Linked DNA regions of Arachis hypogaea: region 2 is linked to region 1. Evidence: chromatin contacts called from public Hi-C data. All regions are on one chromosome and are shown on one strand. Each heading gives the region's core, a stretch centred on a gene start, on an enhancer-like site or on the middle of the called end of the contact. The rest is flanking DNA. Distances are from core to core; before and after follow the strand shown. Region 1 holds the start of LOC112744319 (rhodanese-like domain-containing protein 4A, chloroplastic). Region 2 has its middle 26 kb from the start of LOC112744322.

Region 1 (6,040 bases), core at 1,757-4,256:
AGTATTAGTTGCTCATTCCCCTTAACCAAGTAACCTGGGCTTAAAAGAACCATTGTCGGAAGGATTAAAACACCCCATAGGTCCGATGAACCGACGGGCTTCACCCTAAAATCCATCTTATGATCCTTCCACATCAATCTTCCTGATTCTCTTTCCAATCTCTACAGGTAGTCATTGTATGTCATCTAATACAACAGCATTAATAACATCACATAGGTAAGAATTGAGCTGTGCCTAGGGTTATTTACAAATCCAATCTTGAAAAATGTTAATACAAATCCCTAGGATTAGTTATACTTCAGTAAACCAATTCAATGTCAATCTTCAAAACCAAGATAACATTAAGGCCTACAATGCTATTGCTAATTTACAAATCTGCTAAACAATTAAAATATGTTACAAAAATTGCAGAACTCAGCAATCAACATGCATTTTAGCACGAGAGAGAGAGAGAGAGAGAGCATACATTGGGATAGGGAGAGGAAGAAACTACTGAACTGATTTTCCCTTCTGGAACAGACTCTTCAGACCTTTTCACATGACCATTCTCTTTTTCTTGATTTCCATCTGCAGGAATATCAGGGGTTGAGGCGCTCTCATAATTACTATCATTTTGCTGAATGGCTCCATTTCCATTTGCACCGACTTCTTGTGAAGCTTTTTTCTTCTTCCTTCTTTTAATGTGCACTGATGGCGGCAAAAGGCTATCCTGTATAGCCTGTAAGCACAAAGATCAAGTAAATCCTGATTTTCCAAAACCAAATACAATCATTTCTCAGTTAACTCAAGTTGAAGCACAGTATGGAATTTACTAAAATTTGATTTTGGAATGTCATATTTAGATTGTTCTATGTATTGTAATATGTAAGAATGTCAAGTTACGTCAAATTTGAATAGTTTTCGCAGGATGTACTGTGCATTTAGCTAAATAAAACAACATGCAAAAGAGAAGAGAAAGGTCATACCATCCACCCTTGCTGTCCTCTAACTCCACCTCTGATCGCATAGACCTCTTTGAAGCCATTCTTGAATAGCAACTCAGCAGCTTTCAATGAATTACCGTCAAAACTACCTTCCACTCAAAAAAGAGAGAAATGAGAAAAGTTGCTAACATGTATTATATAATGTAGGGTAAAAGAAATGAAAATACTTTAGTCAACAAAGTGACTTATATAATCTTAGTTAAGAATCTTTCCGTAAACAGATTTTTATTTATTTTTATTCTTTTCCAATCCTTGATTTGAAATGTAAAATGTGAAGGAGAAGACAATATAACAGAAATGGCAAACCAAATCTATGATTAAAACAGATCATCAGCTTATTGCTGCACTTGAATTTTGCAGCACTTTCCAAGCAAGATAACCAGAGTTTGAATCAATCAACTATGCATTCATTCACAATAATATATTGAAAGATGAAAAGGAGAAATTTGAGAAATCAAGTTAAAGGATACAAGCTATTATTAACTGCAAACTCCACACAGCTACATTGATGTTATAATGTTCAGTCATAAATTATGTTTAGAAAATTGGATTTTATCATGCAAAGTCAACAAAAAGGTTGTGTCACATTAAAATAAAATCATTCTGAGACTTGAGAGAACAATGATTAGATAACTGGAGTTTTATTCTCCAAATTATATCCAAATTCGCCAAAACACACAATAGAAGCCACAGAGGGGTGTATCTTATACAAAATATAAAATGAAGATCTGCACCAAAATTTATTATATCCCTAAATGACGAAGAAAAGAAAAATGAAAACAAAATGTTAATTTATTATTTAAACATCTTCGGTAGCTAAACATGTTAAGCATATCTTATATCTACTCACTAGTGTCATCCATTCCTGTAAATGCCAAATGAAAAAAAAAATCTTAATATCTTGATCACACAGATTGTACGTGATGCAGAATTCAATTTGAATTACTTTTCTATGAACCCTGTTACCTGTCCAAAACACAGAGAACAGTGTTTGGAGGTTCCTTGAATCTCCCCAAAACCTTCTTCACAAACCCATCTTCGTTTCCCTCTGTGAACTCAACCTTCACCGCTTCCTTATTCAACAGTTTCAAGTTGGGGGACCCCAAAAACTTCACATTCTTTCTGTCCCTGATATCCAAGAGTTGCGAATCAGGGTCATCCCTTAGTTTCCTGAAAGCATCAATGGCTGACACAAACTTGTACTTCCTGAAATACTCTTGTGCAATTGGTATAACAACAAGCCAAATGAAGGTAACCCCAGCAACAAAAAATGGGTATCTGTTGAAGAAATTATCAATGGAGACCAGAATTTCTTCCAAGTTGATTTTGCCTGCATCTGACTCAACTAAAGGGGATGATGCTGCAGCTTCGTCAGCAAGGGATGGAAGAGAAGCAAAGAGGTCAATCACAGTTAATGAAAAGCAAGATTTTGATAAGAGATTTTGGGGAAAGAGAAGGTTTTGAAGTGAGCTAGGAGAATGGGTTTGGAGTGTGGAAAATGATATATTCTTGCAGGGTTGAGGAGAAGATGTAGAGGATTGGGGTGAAGAGTGTGGTGTGTGATGGTTTGAGAGTAAAGAGGAGGCTTTGAAGGTGGGGAATTTCTGGGTTTTAGGGTGGTTTTTGTTGAAGAGTGGATAAGAGGAGAGGAATAGAGATGGTGAATCCATGACAAGGGAGAGAAATTACATACACAAGGATAGAGATAGGGCTTACTTTATGTGTATCTTATCTATGTTATGAACATAAAATATATGTCCTGTACTTGAACACATTATTTTATTCTATTCAAAACTCCTTTCTATATCCGGAATTCCAGAGGGGATTTTATAATTTAATTTAAAATAAAAAATACAAAAAAAATAATCTAGACAAAACATAATTAGTATGATTTTGATGTTTATTATCTGTGTAAGAGTATAAAAATATTACTTTTCTTTTAAGTAATGAAAATAGTTGTTAATTCTTAATTGTTAGGACAAAAATCAGCCAATTTTACTGTTTGGTGAAAGAAAACCCCCCCAAAATAGAATTCTAGTTAAATTCTATTTATAAATCTTACGGAACACTAACAAAGCATAAACACCAGCTATTTTTTAATTTATACACTCCTATTCTATTAGTCCTATATGACTTCCTTCCTGTGCAAGATGTATAGAGTTTTTTCAATTGTCAGAAACTGGATTTTAGATTCATTCCATATCAAGGTTTCTTTTCCAATGTGCCAAGGAGATCTTCCATGCATGCTTTGTAAGCATCCATCCCCGAAACATGCTTTGCAATGTCTAAGCCAACAGTCATCCATTTCTTGCCCAATTCAATCTGACCCAACCGCACTGGCACTGCTGCTCGGTTCCATGCAGTCATAGCTAGCCATTTTCCTTCTTCAACTGGATACTCATCTTCCTTCAAACCAACCATTATCCGGTATGCTTGTTTGTACATGCCATACACAAGATCATCGTCTGTATCGCCCTTGTGAATGCTGGCGATGGCTATAAGCTTGCGAACAACAAGGGCAACGTTTTGATAATCTGGAGTCGATGATGAAAGGAAAGATGAGAGGCACTCATTTAGAGCAAAGGTGGCTACTTCATGATTCGACCGCACACCCTGGGAGGCATAGAGGCCTATCTGAAGGAGGTGGTGGGGTTTGCAGGCCTTTGAATTGGCGAAACTTCTCACACTGAGGAGTTGTGAACCTAAATCATTCAGCCTGCCTTGTATGTCATAAGCACAGAAAGTGTATATGAAAAAAAGTTCAGGATCAATGGTATCTTGATCATCGCTGAGTGAGTTCCCAGCTGTAATTGACTTCAGCATCTGCATACACAACAGAGAAACAAGACAATATTCAACAGGATTCCAAATTAAAACAAAACCAAAAACTAAATACTCTCCAATGTCTACTTATTAGCATAGTACACTTAATGAAATAAAAAATAAAAACCCCTCAAATTTCATACCTGCCCGGCTCTTTCTAGCAATGGTACAGCTCGCTTGACTTCATTTTCTGACATAGCAGCCTCCCTTTGAAATTCTAAAGCTACCATTGATGATACAGAAAGTACTAGTGACTTACAAACCATGATATTGTTCTCAGTGGACCCTTCAAGTAGGGCATAAAAATCTGATGCCAATCTTAAGAACTCAGCAGATAAGTCATAGTTCTTATCCTTCCCTGTTTTTGAACCAAGGTTCCAGGAAGTCACAGCAAACCAATTCCGTTCCCGTCTTCCAACCTCTTCTTTTCCAAAGAAACAATCAGGACCAAGATCAGATGCCCGGGTATGAGCGTGTTTTAAGAATTTGAGGACTTGTTGCTCATTGCCTGGTTCTTGAGAGAGGACTGTTACCAAGGTGCGAAGGACTGTTACTTCTGTTGTTGGCATGGACTTCCCTGAAGTGTATAAATTTAGCATACTTGATAAAGAAGCAACAGCAACAGGAAGAGCATGGCAAGCAACAGCTTCATGGGATGAAAGTGACAGAAAATCTGGTTGAAAGTCAAGGCATGCAGTCATCGCTTCGATTTGAGCAATAGCACCTTGGTGGTCATTCTTCTGGAGATAAATTTTGAACTGACTTGAACAAATGAACGCTACTGTAAGCTATCATTTCATATCAATCAAGAGTGTTATCCTAATGAAAAGAAAATGGGTTGGTCTTAAAGTTGTGTGATCAACCTAAAGAATAACATGGGAAATCGACCTATCAGTAAACTTTATGAATTTTCTGCTACTATAGACCTCCTATATCAATATGGTGCTTTGCTAAGGTCACAAGTTAAATGATTCTACTTTCTAGACAGGGAAAGCTTTTAAATTTTGATTATATTTAATGCATTGGACACTTAAGCTTTTAGTTTTTCAATATAAACTTCCCATTATTAAATCATTAACAAATATTTGTATGGTTAGATAAATTCCACATAAATATTTGTATGATTAGATATTGAAGCCCGAGAGAGAGAGAGAGAGAGAGAGAGAGAGAGAGAGAGAGAGAGAGAGAGAGAGAGAGAGAGAGAGAGAGAGAGAGAGAGAGAGAGAGAGTTCGGCACCTTAAGAAAAGCACAAACAACGTTGGGCTCAAGCTGCAGAAATTGAAAATTATGAATAATATATCAGGGTTTCATAGGTAGGTAAAAATCAGATTAATAAATTCAACATTCTCATTGTCGTTAGTCCGTGACTCTTGTACAATACCTTTTCAGCCTCATTTATGTATTCTTGAGCACGATCAAGCCGCATGAGACCAAGGTAGCAGAGACACAAAACTCTAAAGCCTTTGGCTCGAAGTATTCTGTTCTCTGTATCATACGGAATATACAGCATTGATTTTTCAAAGAGTTCTGCACTTGTCTCATAATCTTTTGATTGAAAATTATCAGCAGCACTGTCGATCACATAAAAATTTGAAATGATAAAACTGGTGACGACTACCAAATCCAACTACTTCTGAATTTGAAGTTCAACAGTTTAAGACAGACCCCACCTTATCACACTGCTCCGACAAATCATGTCAGCTACAAATTCTATGCCAGACCCATAATGAGTTTCATTTATTACTTCTGGAATGATGACGGGTCCTTCTAGTTCAATTTATCAAATAACCATCTAGTTTATCATCCATTAATCTTAAATAAAGGAAACTTTCTTATAGAACAAATCTAATAGTTCATATATAATAGCACTCATGATAAAGTTCATAGAATCCGAAACAGTTGACTGTACCTTGAGGGGAAAAACAAAATGTTCAGAGTTTTATGGAGTATGAATCGTCGTTATATTTGCATCTCACGTAAAAATGTCTTAAACCCTAAACTCTACACAAAAAAGTATGCCTGAATTCAATAAAACATTAATGTGTCATACTCAAATTGTTTGCAGCTTTGCAACAAGAAGAAACAATTAGCAAATCGATCAATGAATTATTATACCAATTCCATAGAATCGCATGCATTGCCACTTTATCCTTATCAGCTTCCTTCCCAGCAAAGAGTGCCACCACCCTTTCATCAGAAACCAGCTCAGCAACCACCTTAGCCCTCACCCTAC
Region 2 (6,040 bases), core at 1,887-4,386, 99 kb before region 1:
TATTTAACTACAAAAATTTCACTAAAATTAAAATTACTACGTTTATAATAATTAATTATTTATTATTATTATTATTATTATTATTATTATTATTATTATTATTATTATTATTATTATTACGTAATAGTAAACTTTTTTTAACTATTTTAAAAAATAATTTAATTTAAACTTACATTCATTATTTTTGCAACAAAAAAATTCGGTTTATCAAATAAAAAGGATTTAACATTTTTTTGTTATATAACAAGTGTATAAATTATTAATTTTTTTAAAGGTTATACAACATAGCTTATGAAAAATATAGTACAAAATGTTCTCGTAAAAGATTTTTTAGTAGCATTTTATATTATTTTTAAATAAATTTTAGTATTTTATATAATATACTAATTATTTATTATTATTATTATTATTATTATTATTATTATTATTATAATAGTAGACACTTTACTTAGGATTTTTTTTGTTTATACTTTGCTTTGTGAGTTTTAATTCATAAACTATTAACGTAACAATTTTTTTTATTTGTATCCAATATTAATTTTATATATAACCGAAATTGTTAATTCTTTATATAGATGTCTATCAAAAGTTTAAGTTATGAAAAACTCGAAAACCTAACCCCTCCCTAATTGTATTTAAATATTTTTTTTTTCATTAACCAACTTAGGTTGGTCGAGTAGTCAAGTATCGGGAGTTTGAATCCCGCCTTATGCATGCAATAATTTATTGGTCAGCAACAAATCTTTAAATAGAGCTCAGATTCGCGACGGATTAGTCATTAACCTGTCGAGTTGGAAAATACCGTGGACAACCAAATAAAAAAAAATCTTTCATTAATAATTCAGACCTTTTTATAATTATTATAAATTTTAGATAAAAACATAAATTTACAAACTAACTTGTTAGATTGAATTACAACCACACATTTAGAATCATTTTAAAAAGTTCTTTAAGGACCATTTTATACTTTTTTCATCATAGCCTAATCCAGATAACTATAACGGTGACTCTTTTAGAGAATCTTTTACGGTAACGTAAAAAAAATATATTTTATTTAATATTTATTAATTTTAATATTAATTAATAGATATTAAATAATACAAATTTTGATTAATTTTCATTTTTTTTTATTATCAAATATTTTCGTTCTTTTATTAGGGCATATAAAAATTTTCTCTTGCTCACTTTTACTTTGCCACATTTCTTTATCATCATCACATAAACTGATAAACCACAGGCAAATGAAAAATCATGGACCCAAAATGAATATATTATTCAGGATAATAAATTTTCAACTGCATAATATCATGACATTAGTGCAATAATGATGAGTATAACCATCCCCTATTATTTCCTACCAAGCAGGTTAGAAAAGATTGCATTGATTCGAGAATACCTCATGAATTATTTCCGGGATATATAGAGCTCAATCCTAACTGCCTCCAACAATATATTAATTAGAAATACCAGTTACTCTCTTTGATTATTAGAAAATATAGTATTAGGATATCTTAATTTTTTATAGTTATTTGTTTGTTAAGTCTATCTCTTTCTATAAAAAAGACTAAAATAATGTTTATGTGAAAAATCTTTAAAAAAAATTGATGAGTTAAAAATGGCAAAAGAGATATGTTAACAAAAACTTGGTTTGAGTTTATATAGTTTTTCTTCTTTATGCTAGATTAGCGCTTAAAAGGTTGCTAAATTTGGTGGGTTTAGTGGTTAAAATATGCAGGTTCAGGGATTTTGGTTTAAATATGCATAGGGGTATTTATGGATGGATCTGATCCGCATATCCGCAGTATTTATCCGAATTCGATCCGAAAATTGCGGATATGGATCTGATCCGCAAGGTTTTCGGATCAGATCGGATCGAATCCGCACACTAGTCGGATCGGATTGCGGATTTTGTGTTGGTATCCGCGTATCCGCAAAAATAAAGAAATAAATGAATAAATATTCTTTTTATGTTTTATTTCAACTAATAATTATCATATATGTTATGTTATTTTAATCTATTATTCAAGAAAAATATGTTTAATATTATTTTAAGAATAAACATATTTAAAAGAATAAAAAATAAATTTTATTGATATTTTTTTAATAAAAATAAGCTTTTAAAAATATTTTTGTATTTTACGGATATATCCGATATCCGATCCGATCCGCAAATATGCGGATCGGATCCAACCTTAAAAACTGCGGATATTGGATCTGATCCGATCTGATGATTTTAGTGCGGATCGGATCGAAATTTTAGCCATATCCAATCCGATCCGATCCGCGTTCACCCCTAAATATGCAGGTTCAGAGATTTTGGTTTGAGTTTATTGATTTTTCTTTACTTAATTTGAGTTCATAGGTTGTTGATGAATTAAATTAGAATTGATAGTTGTAATTGATTTATATATAGTAAAAATTTAACTATGATCTATAGTGGAGACAGAATGTAAGTATTATTGTACTTGGAGATTGAACTAAAATATATAATTGTGTTAATTTTTTCTCTTTCTCTCACTGTTTTGTTCTACATAATTAGAGATAAAATATAAAAAATCTGATGCATAATTTGTTTATTATACTTTGAATAAAAAGAGGTAAAATTTCTTAAGTAACCTTGATTTTACCCCTTTTCAAGATGAAGGAAAACCATTTCGACTGAAATTGAAAATCATGAGCAAGAAATAAGAATATATGCATTTTTCGATTTTGGACAAGATAATATTCATTTTTGGGTGTTATATGCATAAAAAAACATGTTTTTGCCTTTTTCGGTTTTCAAACTTTGTTTCTTTTTTTTTGTTTAACTCTACGAATTATTCTCAAGTTTTTGTTTCCGAAATTATTCCCAAGCTTTTTTTCATGCCAAATTCTGTACCTAATATTCATTGCATTTTTCAAATTGATGCTTATTCTTTTGTCAGCGAAAAACTTCTTTGTCAAAAACTTTTTTATATTTCACAAAGATGCAAAAATACAAACCTTTCTTTTATGGGCTTCTATGTATTGTTGGGTCTTAAAATTTAGAGGAAGTTGCCCAAAGCAACTAGATGATGAGAGTCAAACATCTCATCAAGTCCAAGACCAAAAATAAAAAAATAAAAAAATCTCATCAAACCCAATTAAAAAATAAAAAAAAATAAAAATAGGATGTTACAATATATTTTCATACAAGAGGAGTGGTAGGAGTAGGGCTGGCAATGGGTAGGGAAGGATAGGGTTTGGAGCCTACCCTAACCCTACCCGCGGGTTGAGAATCTTTCAACCCTAACCCTACCCGCATTCTAAAATTCTAAACTCTATCCTACCCTACTCTACCCGCAGAAATATCAAATTTTTCCAAAGTAAATATAAAATTCAATCATTTCGAATTTTATACATATTAATAACATAAAAAATAAAAAGCTAATGCTCTAAATTACTAAATTAACTAATTAGTTTTAGTAGTTGTTCACTTATTGTAAGTTATTACATAAGGGAGGTTGTGGGTTCAACTCTTACTTCTTTCATTATATACTTAATTTTTATAAAATATGTATTATATATGAGGTGCGGGTAGGGTAGGGTAGGGTACACCCTAAATCCGTATCCTACCCTACCCGCAAGCATACCCGGACCGTACCCTACCCTACCCGCAGTGGGTCGGGTAGCCTACCCTACCCGAACGAATTAGACCAGATTGAGTACTCGCGGGTAGGGTATGAATTGCCAGCCCTAGCTAGGAGACCAGTAACTTTTGTGTTTTGTAACCATCAATTAGCCATCAGTAGTGTTTTTAATGGTGTGAGATTAAATTCAATGGTATGAGATCATTTAATTTTCTTTTAATGGTTAAATACTGGCCAACTTTTTAAAAAGTTGGCGGCCCTAAACTTTTCCTTAATATAATACTAATTGACCCTATGATAAGTTTCTAGTAAACTTTTTAATTAGTACTTCTTTTTGTTCAAAATAAATGTCCAATTATAATTACAGATATAAATTCAATAAATATTAATATTTTAACTATATAAATTTAAATAAGTGTACAAAATTATTCTTATTAATGATTTAATTATTATACTTATTTACCTATTTTTTCCATTTTTATCCTCCTTTTCCAACTTTATTTTATACTTACTAGTAAAAAATTTAATTAGGTGAACAATTATTTTGGATTAAATAAAATTTTAACAATGGACAATTATTTTGGATGGGGAATTATTGAATAAGAAAATAATTAAATGATATATAAATATAAAATACCAAAACTAATTACAAAAAAAGTAGTTCATTCATCAAAATTAACCAAACCTTAAGTGAATTGGTAGAGTATAACTTCGTTAAAAACTCTATTTTCAAGAATATTTTTCAAATTATTTTTAAAATTACATTATAATATTGTCTTTATCATACATTTTTTCTTCTCTTCTCTTTCAACCATCATCACCATTATAACCACCATAATCAACAATGTCAATCCACACATCATTGTTATGGTTAAGGGCAGAACCGAAATTCTAGTATTATGGGACTAAATTTAAAAATAAAGTATAATTAATTTTTTTCAAATTAAATGAACTATGTTTTCATTTTAGTTTTTTTTTTTTATAATTATCTTATTGGTATATACAAAACTATTATTCAAAAAATAAAAATAGATAAATTTATATCACAAATCATGTTCATAAAAAGTTAAAAACTCATTCAAAAAAACTTAAAAATAAATAACAATAAAATATACAACATACAACTTTCCCATACGCTACTACTTAGGAAAGTATTTCAAGTGTACTATAACTCTAGATATTCTAGTGACTTTAGTTATTGATTTTTCAAAGACGTATTCTCTTTTCTTTATTTATTTTATACTGAAATTATTTATCTTGACTTTTGAAGATTGAACTATAAATTTGTTAGCCACATAGTAACTGATAACGATAGAAACTAAATGGATTGAGTCGAGTTTTGATTTTCACGAGTTTGATTTATACTGTAAATAGCTCAAATTTAGATCTGTTACTTTTTATAAGTTTTTTTCAGATTCAAACATAGTGTGTTTAAAGTTCGACAAGTTCAGGAGTCTATTTGAAAATTCTATTTCGTAAATTAGAATTCAAAAAACAATAAACTTAAAACATCTAAATTGACGACATTAAATAGATTTTAAAATTTATAATTCATAATTTGTAAAAAAGATCATTTATATATCAATTCTTAGTCACATATTGTAATCATACTTATAATCTATAACTTTTTTTTTGAAAAAAAAATTACGATCTTAATTAGTATTGCTTATAGATTTTTTTTTTAATTTTGTTTTAGATTTAATATAAATAAATAGTTGAAAAATCTAAACTAAGAATAACTTAGTTTCACAAAAAGTATTTTGAGAGTCGACTCAACGAATTTTGTAGACTTTTTTTAAAGTCTATCACCTAACCTTTTAAATTAATAGATTTTACAAAAAACTTAAATCTAGCATGTTAATGTTTAATAAAATGAGTCGAGTTGAGTCACAAATTTTTGTCGAGTAATCCGACCTACTTCTATCTCTAGTAACTGATGATAGTTTGATATATTATTATAAAATTATTTATTCTAAAAATTTAAGCCGTTAGGGAGGAAACATAACCGTTTTACATCTAACATAAATTCATCACTATCATCAACAATTCTTCAAGAATTATTTAGAAATAAAATTTCTTTACAATGTTAATTATAAATTTGATATAGAAAAATAATGAGTGATGATTTAAAAAAAAAAAAAAAAAACTAATAAGTGACAAAAGGGATATATTTGTTGTGATAAAAAGAGACACATGGATGTCCATTTATGATTTGAGTGGCTAACTTTTTCAATATTAAAGGAATTACTTTTTAAGACAAATTCAAATAAATGAAATTTAAAAATGAAAGTTTGTTACATATATAAATAAGAGAAGCTATGCTTGAAACAACACACAGCAATATATGCACACTACCACATATAATATTAGTGAATATATATGAATCATCTCTATTATATTGACATAATAATATTAGTGAATATTAATATTAA

What was found. A called contact is a pair of places that touch in the nucleus more often than the background predicts.
Region 2: a Hi-C map of an unstated tissue shows a contact between it and region 1, with 5 times the contacts expected there. The contact joins the enhancer-like site here to the promoter of LOC112744319 in region 1. A contact is called at or near these places in 2 of 8 Hi-C or Micro-C datasets (leaf and an unstated tissue).

What each region holds. Positions count from the first base shown.
Region 1 is chr14:134,067,789-134,073,828 of arahy.Tifrunner.gnm2.J5K5, reverse strand. LOC112744319 (rhodanese-like domain-containing protein 4A, chloroplastic) reads right to left here and starts at 3,006. Exons shown (of 4, transcript XM_025793904.3): 1 at 1,950-3,006; 2 at 966-1,068; 3 at 467-718. The coding sequence starts at 2,653. It overlaps LOC112744318 (TPR repeat-containing protein ZIP4), which reads right to left. Exons shown (of 5, transcript XM_025793903.3): 1 at 5,923-6,040; 2 at 5,189-5,378; 3 at 5,044-5,076; 4 at 3,950-4,564; 5 at 3,016-3,806. The coding sequence ends at 3,186.
Region 2 is chr14:134,166,602-134,172,641 of arahy.Tifrunner.gnm2.J5K5, reverse strand. No RefSeq gene overlaps it. Among protein-coding and RNA genes, the nearest start is that of LOC112744322, 26 kb to the left of the region's middle. Within about 2 kb of position 3,136, at least 1 of the 3 cell types and tissues checked has open chromatin away from gene starts, as enhancers often do.